Regions from separate parts of the Capra hircus genome. Here region 1 is linked to region 2. The links are chromatin contacts, called in public Hi-C maps. All regions are on one chromosome and are shown on one strand. Each heading gives the region's core, a stretch centred on a gene start, on an enhancer-like site or on the middle of the called end of the contact. The rest is flanking DNA. Distances are from core to core; before and after follow the strand shown. Region 1 overlaps CPSF4L (putative cleavage and polyadenylation specificity factor subunit 4-like protein). Region 2 overlaps SDK2 (protein sidekick-2).

The links. A called contact is a pair of places that touch in the nucleus more often than the background predicts.
Region 1: a Hi-C map of blood shows a contact between it and region 2, with 4 times the contacts expected there. The contact joins two enhancer-like sites. A contact is called at or near these places in 3 of 5 Hi-C or Micro-C datasets (blood and liver).

The regions. Positions count from the first base shown.
Region 1 is chr19:57,263,290-57,266,990 of ARS1.2, forward strand. CPSF4L (putative cleavage and polyadenylation specificity factor subunit 4-like protein) reads left to right here. Exons shown (of 8, transcript XM_018064031.1): 5 at 1,134-1,165; 6 at 1,167-1,269. Among named protein-coding and RNA genes, the nearest start is that of CPSF4L, 15 kb to the left of the region's middle. Within about 2 kb of position 1,287, at least 1 of the 5 cell types and tissues checked has an H3K27ac peak or open chromatin away from gene starts, as enhancers often do.
Region 2 is chr19:57,178,221-57,181,899 of ARS1.2, forward strand. It overlaps SDK2 (protein sidekick-2), which reads left to right. Exons shown (of 45, transcript XM_018063889.1): 39 at 624-785; 40 at 3,340-3,465. Among named protein-coding and RNA genes, the nearest start is that of CDC42EP4, 45 kb to the right of the region's middle. Within about 2 kb of position 2,076, at least 2 of the 5 cell types and tissues checked have an H3K27ac peak or open chromatin away from gene starts, as enhancers often do.

The DNA.
Region 1 (3,701 bases), core at 37-2,536, 84 kb after region 2:
GCTGCAGTCTCAGAAACATGTCTCCCTCTCCCCAATGGGGCCCAACCGTGCACTCTTCCAAACCCCTCTCCCCCAGTGAAGACATTCTGTGAGGGGGGGCTGACATAAATCAGGGGTTCCCATCTTTTGGCTTCTGAACCACTCATGGGCTCTTCCTGTAGAAATCCAGTTGCCCCCAGAAGCCTTGCCTCCGGTTTGGGGGTCTCCTCTAGAGAGCCGGGTTGAGAAACTCGGAATGAGTTTAGGACCTGCTTTTAGGATCCAAGTGATTCTGCTCTGGGGAAGCTGGGAGGCCAGGCAGGGGACCGGGAGCCCGTGTGGCCATGTGACTAGTTTATGTTTGGGGCAGCCCTGGACAGTGGGGTGAGGAGGAGAAATGAACTGGTTGGTTACTCCAGGCTTTGAATCCTCAGCTTGGTCCATCCAGTCTCTAGAGCAGGGTTTCACAGAGATACCCTCTTGCAAAGAAATAAAAGTGTTCTTAGGTCTGAAAGGTCAGAGCCAGGTGAGCCAATGGCCAGAGGTGGAGAGTAAGACCATCAGAAGGAACACCTCCCCAGCACCCCAAAAATGCTACCAGAGAGTTGGCTCAGCACAACACTGGTCCTGTTTAGAAACTGAGGGGTATCTTTCCTGCCGATGGCAAGACAGCCTGAACGAAGACCGACAAAGAGCGAAATATAACCTTTCCATTTCCTTCTGAATTGTTACAAGGTTGGCTCTCACGTCACCACCTTAGATCTCCGGAATCAGGAAACAGCGTTTGTATTATTTTTTAAGACATGGGTTCCGCAGGCCCTTAACGAGTTCTTCCTTTGTGCTGGGACCTTGCTGGGTTGGGGGCTGGAGAGACCAGGGCTGGAAACCATACACCCCCCTACCCCCAGCCTCACCCCTGCAAAGTCAGGCTGGAGGGGATGGGGTGTGATGGGTGCTTTGTGGGGGGGCATTCTTGCGGTTCGAGAAGGGCCAGAGCATCATGTCGGGCAGAGAGGGCTGGGGGCTGTTAAGCCATCTCTGGCCCCCAGTTCTAGCCTCTGCCAGGGGAAGGGACGCCAGTACCTCCTGCTAGGGCTGAGATGGGCCAGGCTCTGGGTGCATGGAGCCCCCAGCCAGGTGCTCTGGGTCCCCAGGGAAGCTGTGCCCGTTGCGGCACGACCGAGGCGGGGGGCAGGGAGAAGCGGGTGGCGTGCAAGAAGGGTGACCAGTGCAAGTTCCTGCACCAGTACGATGTTGCCAGGATGCCCGAGGGCCACTTCTTCAAGTCCGGTGGGCGATGCCCCTTCCTGTGCTGCCCCCCGCCCCGAGGGAGGGGAAGGAGGTTTGGGAAGGGCCCCCAAAGGAGGTCTCGAGCATCCCAGGTGGCAGCCCAGGCCACCCTGCTTCTCCAACCCTCTAGAAAAATCGGACCTGTCTTCTGAGCCCTGCTCCACTGCCCTGCCAGACTCAGGCACACGAAGCCCATCCTCCCCACCCCCGCCCCGCCCCAGGGAAGGGGAGGGTGGGGCGGGAATCAAAGGCCGAATTGTTACCCTGCCCTGTCCGGCTAATCACACAGCCACACAGGCTGTCTGGAAAGGAGGCAGTATCTGGAGCCCCAGGGAGGGTCGGAGCCAGTGTTTCCCAAACAGCCCACACTTTCACGGTGAGGCTGGATGCACCTGCCCCATTGCCTCCTCTTTCAACTGTCTCGCTATTTTTCACTTCCTTCAGAAGACAGCTTCACATCGCTTCCCTAAACGGAAAACTGGCATCACTGATTGGGTGCTCCTGTCCTAGCTCAGTCAGTAGAGAATCCCCCTGCAGTGCAGGAGACCCAGGTTCGTTTCCTGGGTTGGGAAGATCCCCTGGAGAAGGAAACGGCAACCCACTCCAGTGTTCTTGCCTGGGAAATCCCATGGACAGAGGATGGGGCAGTCCATGGAGCGGCAAAGAGTCAGACCCAACTGAGCGACTAAACTACCACAGCGTCACTGAAGGGGCAGTCACAAGCTTCAGAAGTTCGGCCCCTGCAGGGACCTTGTGTGGTCAGCTGTGGACCCGCGTGTCCCCTCCCTCTGACCCATCTTTCTCTGGTCGTCCGAGGGGCCGTGCAGGGGGAAGCCACCGCCTCCTTTAAGAACGGGATCTGTGCATGGGTTTCAGGCCTTAGCTTTCCCGATAAACTTTCACAGTTCAGTGCTTTTCAGAGCTGGAAGAAGCCTTAAGGATTATCTAGTCCAGTGGTTTTCACACTGTATTCGGAAGGGGGATTCGGAGGGAGAGGGGCCAGCCTCCAGGGACACCTCTGAGCCAGGCGGCTGGGCTTTGAGATGTCAGCGGGCTGCGGGCAGCTGTTCCTCGTTAGTGTTGATGGGGTCGGGGGAGTCCTGGGTATCCAGGAAGAAGGCGCCCCCTCTCAGGGTCAACAAGAGCTTCCCTCAGGCTCAAATCCTGTTTCCTGCCCCTCCCGGCCAGTGGCGCAGTTCGTGAGGGCTGCGTTCCTTGTAGGAAAGGACCGAGTTTATCCGGAGCCTGGTCCCCCTTGGTCATAAGCTTAAACGACTCTTTATTCTTTTAATTAACCTTGCCTGGTTTCCTTGGGGGACTGGGGGCTGTGCTGGGCCTGGCTTGGGAACAGGACCAGGTCCCTGTCTGCCCTGGAGCAATCCCCAGCGTGAGGGCCTGTGTGGACACCAGGGTTGTGATGTGTAAGCCAGGTTTTTTTCTTTTTTGGCTCTTGGAGCAAATGAATGAATATCTCTATTAGATATACTGTGCATATCGAAGTGTAATTATCGGTCTTACTGGAAGGAATAGTTTTACTTAAAAACTATTGTTGGGGAGATGTAGCAGCGGGAAAGGGCCGCTGAAAGGAGCTAGGAAGCGGGGGTCCTGGCCCTGTAAGTGGATGAGTGCCCGTCGCAAACGTACCAGCCGTTGCGGCCCGGCCGACGGCAGGCGGGGTGCGGGCGCCACCTGCTGGCGGACAGAGGAACGGACAGCCGCACCGGGCGGCGCCGAAAAGGCCGCCTCTGCCCCTGCTCGCCAGTCCCGGGGTCGGGGGGAGGGGGGTCACCTCCCTTCTTCCGAAGGCTGGAGCCCAGAGGGAGCGCTGTGCAGAGAGCCCACGCGGACAGCTGCAAGCACACAGTGTGGACGCGGGGTCTCTCCTCTCTGAGCCACGGTGTCCTCCTTTGCGAAATGAGAGAACTGCGAAAGGGCGGGGGTTGAATTCTGGGGCAGCCATGGCGTTCTTCGGGCTCAGGCGAGACCTTGCTTTGCAGAAGCCCGAGGTATAGAATAGACCTGTTTGGAAACCAGTGGAATTGACATTGTGGTGTTCCTTTTGGCCCTGGAAAGCGCTAAGTTGCAGGCTTTTTTCTTTTTTCTTAAGTACAGTTGATTTACAATGTTGTGTTAGTTTCAGGGTACAGCAAAGTGATTCATTTATATATATATATATATATACACACTTTTTTCAGATCTTTTTCCATTATGTTATTAAAAAATACTGAGTACAGTTCCCCATGCTATACAGTAGGTCTCTGTTGGTTATCTATTATACACACATACATAGATATAAAACAAAAAAATCCTGTGAAAAGTGGCATTGGTAATTTGATAGGGCTTGTGTTGAGTCTGCGGATTGCCTTGGGCGCTGTGTGCTGTGCTGAGTCGCTAAGTCACGTCCACCTCTTTGCAACCCTGTGGACTGTAGC
Region 2 (3,679 bases), core at 826-3,325:
AGGCGCAGAGCACAAACCCTCACCTCCTGGAGACCTTCCCAGCCTCCCCGCTAGTAGCTAAGATTCGGGGCGCCATAGCGTCCTCACTTTGGCCCTGAAGAGCCTGGTGGGTGCAGCTGATGGAGGGCCAGCGTGAGCCCCCAGCTCTCGCTGGCACTGCGGAGGGAGGGAGCCGGGCCGGATCTGAGGTTGTCCTGGGCTGTGGGTACAGCCACGCGTGTGTACCCTCCGACTCCAGATGGATGTCGCTGTCTTTACTGAAGCACTTCCTAAAAGATGGTCCTTGGAATGTGATTTCTAAGGGATGGGATGTGGGGGAACCAATGTGTGAGGTACGATGGTTAAATTAAACGAGATAGTTGATTTTTCCCTGCAGATGCTAGAGGACGCTGTGGTTTTTCACTCAAGAAAAGACAGGCAGGCAGCATAAATGTATATATTTTTGAGGACAGCTTACAGGACTCTGTTCTGAGAATGGTCTTGGAAACACTCCATGTGGTCAAGGGTGCTGGTCCCAGCCTGACTCCAGGGGGTGCGGCCCCTGGCCAGCGCTGACCATTCCCTCCCCGCCGGCCTCCCCGGCCAGGGCCTGCGGCCCTCACAGGCCATGTGCTTCCCCACAGGGGTCAGTAAGATCGTGACGGTAGATGTGAAGGGCAGCAGCCCCCTGTGGCTGAAGGTGAAGGACCTGGCGGAGGGGATGACCTACAGGTTCCGCATCAGAGCCAAGACCTTCACCTACGGGCCTGAGATCGAAGCCAACGTCACCACAGGCCCTGGAGAAGGTAGGGGAGCCTTGGGTGGGTGTGGGGCCCCCTTCTGACGTGGGGTGGGCCTGAGGGGAAGGATCGGGGAGGAGAAGAGGGGCACTTAAAGGGGGGACATCCCTGATGGTCCATTGGCTAAGACCCCTCGCTCCCAACGCAGGAGATTCCATTCCTGATCAGGGAGCTAGATCGCACAGGCCCCCACCTGAGGGTTCATATGCCGCAGCTAAGATCAAAATCCTGCCTGCCGCAACTAAGACCCAGTGAAGCCGTATAAATTAATTAAAAACAATTTTTTAAATTTAAAAACAAAATAAACAAAGGCAGCGATTCCAGAACACCGCACGGGGAGCGGCATTTGTATGGACGCGTGGGAAAAGAGACCAGCATTCCGTAGGATTCTGACGGCGGCTGAGGCAGAGGAGGGGTGGGGTGGCCAGCTGTGAGGGAGGGCCAGTCGGGCTGCAGGGGTCACCTGTGCCATCAGAGCATTTCTCAAGGAGACACTGATGTCAGAACCCCTGGGGTTCTCGTGATAATGCTGATTCCTGGGGCCCGAGCATCCCTGGGGATGTGCATTTGAACGAAAGAGCCCAAGTGGCTCTCAGGTACCTGCTGTGAGAACCAGGGCTCTGGGGGTCTGCAGGTGTGGAACCGGGTCCAGGGAAGCCTGCTGGCCCCATGCTCCCTAGACAGGGGACAGAGGGGCAGCGTCAGGGGGCAGGCCAGGCCCTGTGTGCTGGTCCCGGGGTGATGGGGCGCACTGGGGACCAGGGAAGAAAGAGTAGCTTCGTCTGGGCTTTGTGACCCTCCCTGGGGTCGTCCTCAGGCTGGGGGAACTCTTCTTCTTGAGGCTGAGGCTTAGCCCCCCAGGGCCTCTTTCATGCTGGATGTCCTCTCCTGATGTAGAGGCCGCCTCCCAGACTCTCTGGATTCCTGTCCCCCCGCCCCCACCGAGAACATACACAGCCCCCCACCATGCTCCCCCTGAAGCCCCTCCTCCGCATCCTCCTTGCCCGCCTCCCTGAGCTTGGAGGGGCTGACCCGGCCGGGCGGCCTCTGCTGCCCAGTGGAAGCGGGTTCCAGGCGGCCACCCTTCACTCTCCTACTGGGAGCTTTCTCCCCGCCTCTGGTTCTGGAGAAGGGCAGTCTGGCTCCCAAGGCTCCCAGGGTTGGAACACAGCCTGCAGGGCCGCAGCGGGCAGCTTGCCAGGGAGCTGCCCTCCCACCTGCCCCCAGCCCCTCCCCAGGCAGGCAGGCGCCTCTCACCTGAGCCGCTTCCCAGGGAAACAAAAGCAGGAAGGGAGCTGGCGGGGGACCAGGGGGACAGAGCAGGGGCGGGGGGGCCTGGAGAGGCCCGCCTGGAGGACACGGTGTTCTAACCTGAGGCCTGAAGTGTCGGGGTTGGGTGGGGGGCGGGGAGGAAGCATGAAGGAACAGGCTCTGAGAAAGCGCCGCGCTGTGCCCGCTGGAGGAGGGGTCAGTGGACGTGCAGCCTGGCACCCTCTTCCCTCCAGGCCAGCTCCGCGGGTGGGCTGGAAGCTTCTAGTCTGGATGACAGCTGCACTCCACCCCAGGTGCTGCCTTGGAGGGAGTGAGAGCCTGGGGTCCTGGGAGCCCCACCCCACTGCTCACACCCGCCTCGGGCAGCGTCCCACAGGCCCCAGGCCCTCCACCTTTGTCCTGGGCTGTGGGCAGGATGCTGGTGCGGGAAGGGAGGAAGGAAGGAAGGCAGGCAGGCAGGCAGGCAGGCTCTGAGGCCCTCCGAGGCCGTGGGCAGGGCTGGGTCATGGGCCGCCAGGCTCAGGAGGTGAGCCCCTGGCCTGCCATCTGGCCGGTCACCTCCCCCGGGGCCTGGAGGTGCTTCAGTCTGAAGCTGGGCTCTCGGCTCCTTCCCCCGAGGCCCCGGGCCAGCCTGCTGCCCACACCCCACTGCCTGCTTTGCTCCCTTGTCCCCCAAGCATGGAGGAAGCACCTGCTATGTCCAGGCTCCCAGGAGGCAGGGCTCCAGGTGCATGGGGAACAGCAGGCGGGGCCCCTGGGGGCCGTAGGAGCCAGCAAGGCAGGGCCCCCTGGCGAGGAAGGGGCACAGGACGCTCTGTGGACAGAGCAGGCTCTGTCCTCTGCCTACAGAACAAGCTCCTCCCTCGTGCTCTGGGCCCTGGGGCTGGCACCCCCAGTGGCCCCTGAGGCACCTGTCACCCCAGGAGAGCCCATCCCCGGGGCAGGGCTAGGTCCTTCCTCCCTCATGGTGGCAGGGGCCCCAGATCCTCCTGCGGCCTTGGCCTCCTCTCTGGCCTCGCCCTTAGAGCCAGTGCAGCTGGGGGCCTTTGTGGCATCACCCCACACACCTCTCCTGGAAGGCAGGGGCTGTGGGTGACCTGGTGGAGAGTAAGTCAGGTCCTGCAGGCCTGGCCGGGATACACTTCTTGAGGGCACGGCATGTGGAGGGGTTCCAGAGACCCTGGCCGGGGCTTTGCACTTGGATCCTCCTACTGGAGCTCAGGGAGACAGGCGGGGTGCCTGGCCCCGCTCTGGGGCATCCCCTCGCCCACCGTGTGTGTGCTTGCAGGTGCCCCCGGCCCGCCCGGAGTGCCCATCATCGTGCGGTACAGCTCAGCCATTGCCATTCACTGGTCCAGCGGAGACCCAGGCAAAGGGCCCATCACCCGCTACGTCCTCGAGGCTCGGCCTTCAGGTACGTCCGCCCAGGCTGAGCCGGCTGGGGGTCATCGCGTGACCAGGCGCTTGTGCTCTGCCGGGGGAAGCAAGGGGGGCCCCTGTGGCAGGTGGGACACGGGACTCGCACCCTAGTTAAGGCTCACCCTGGAGGCCCTGGAGAACAGGGCTTATCGCCGGGTGAGGACCAGCTCGAGTCAGGGGGGTCATCCAAGAAGCCAGAGGAACGAAGG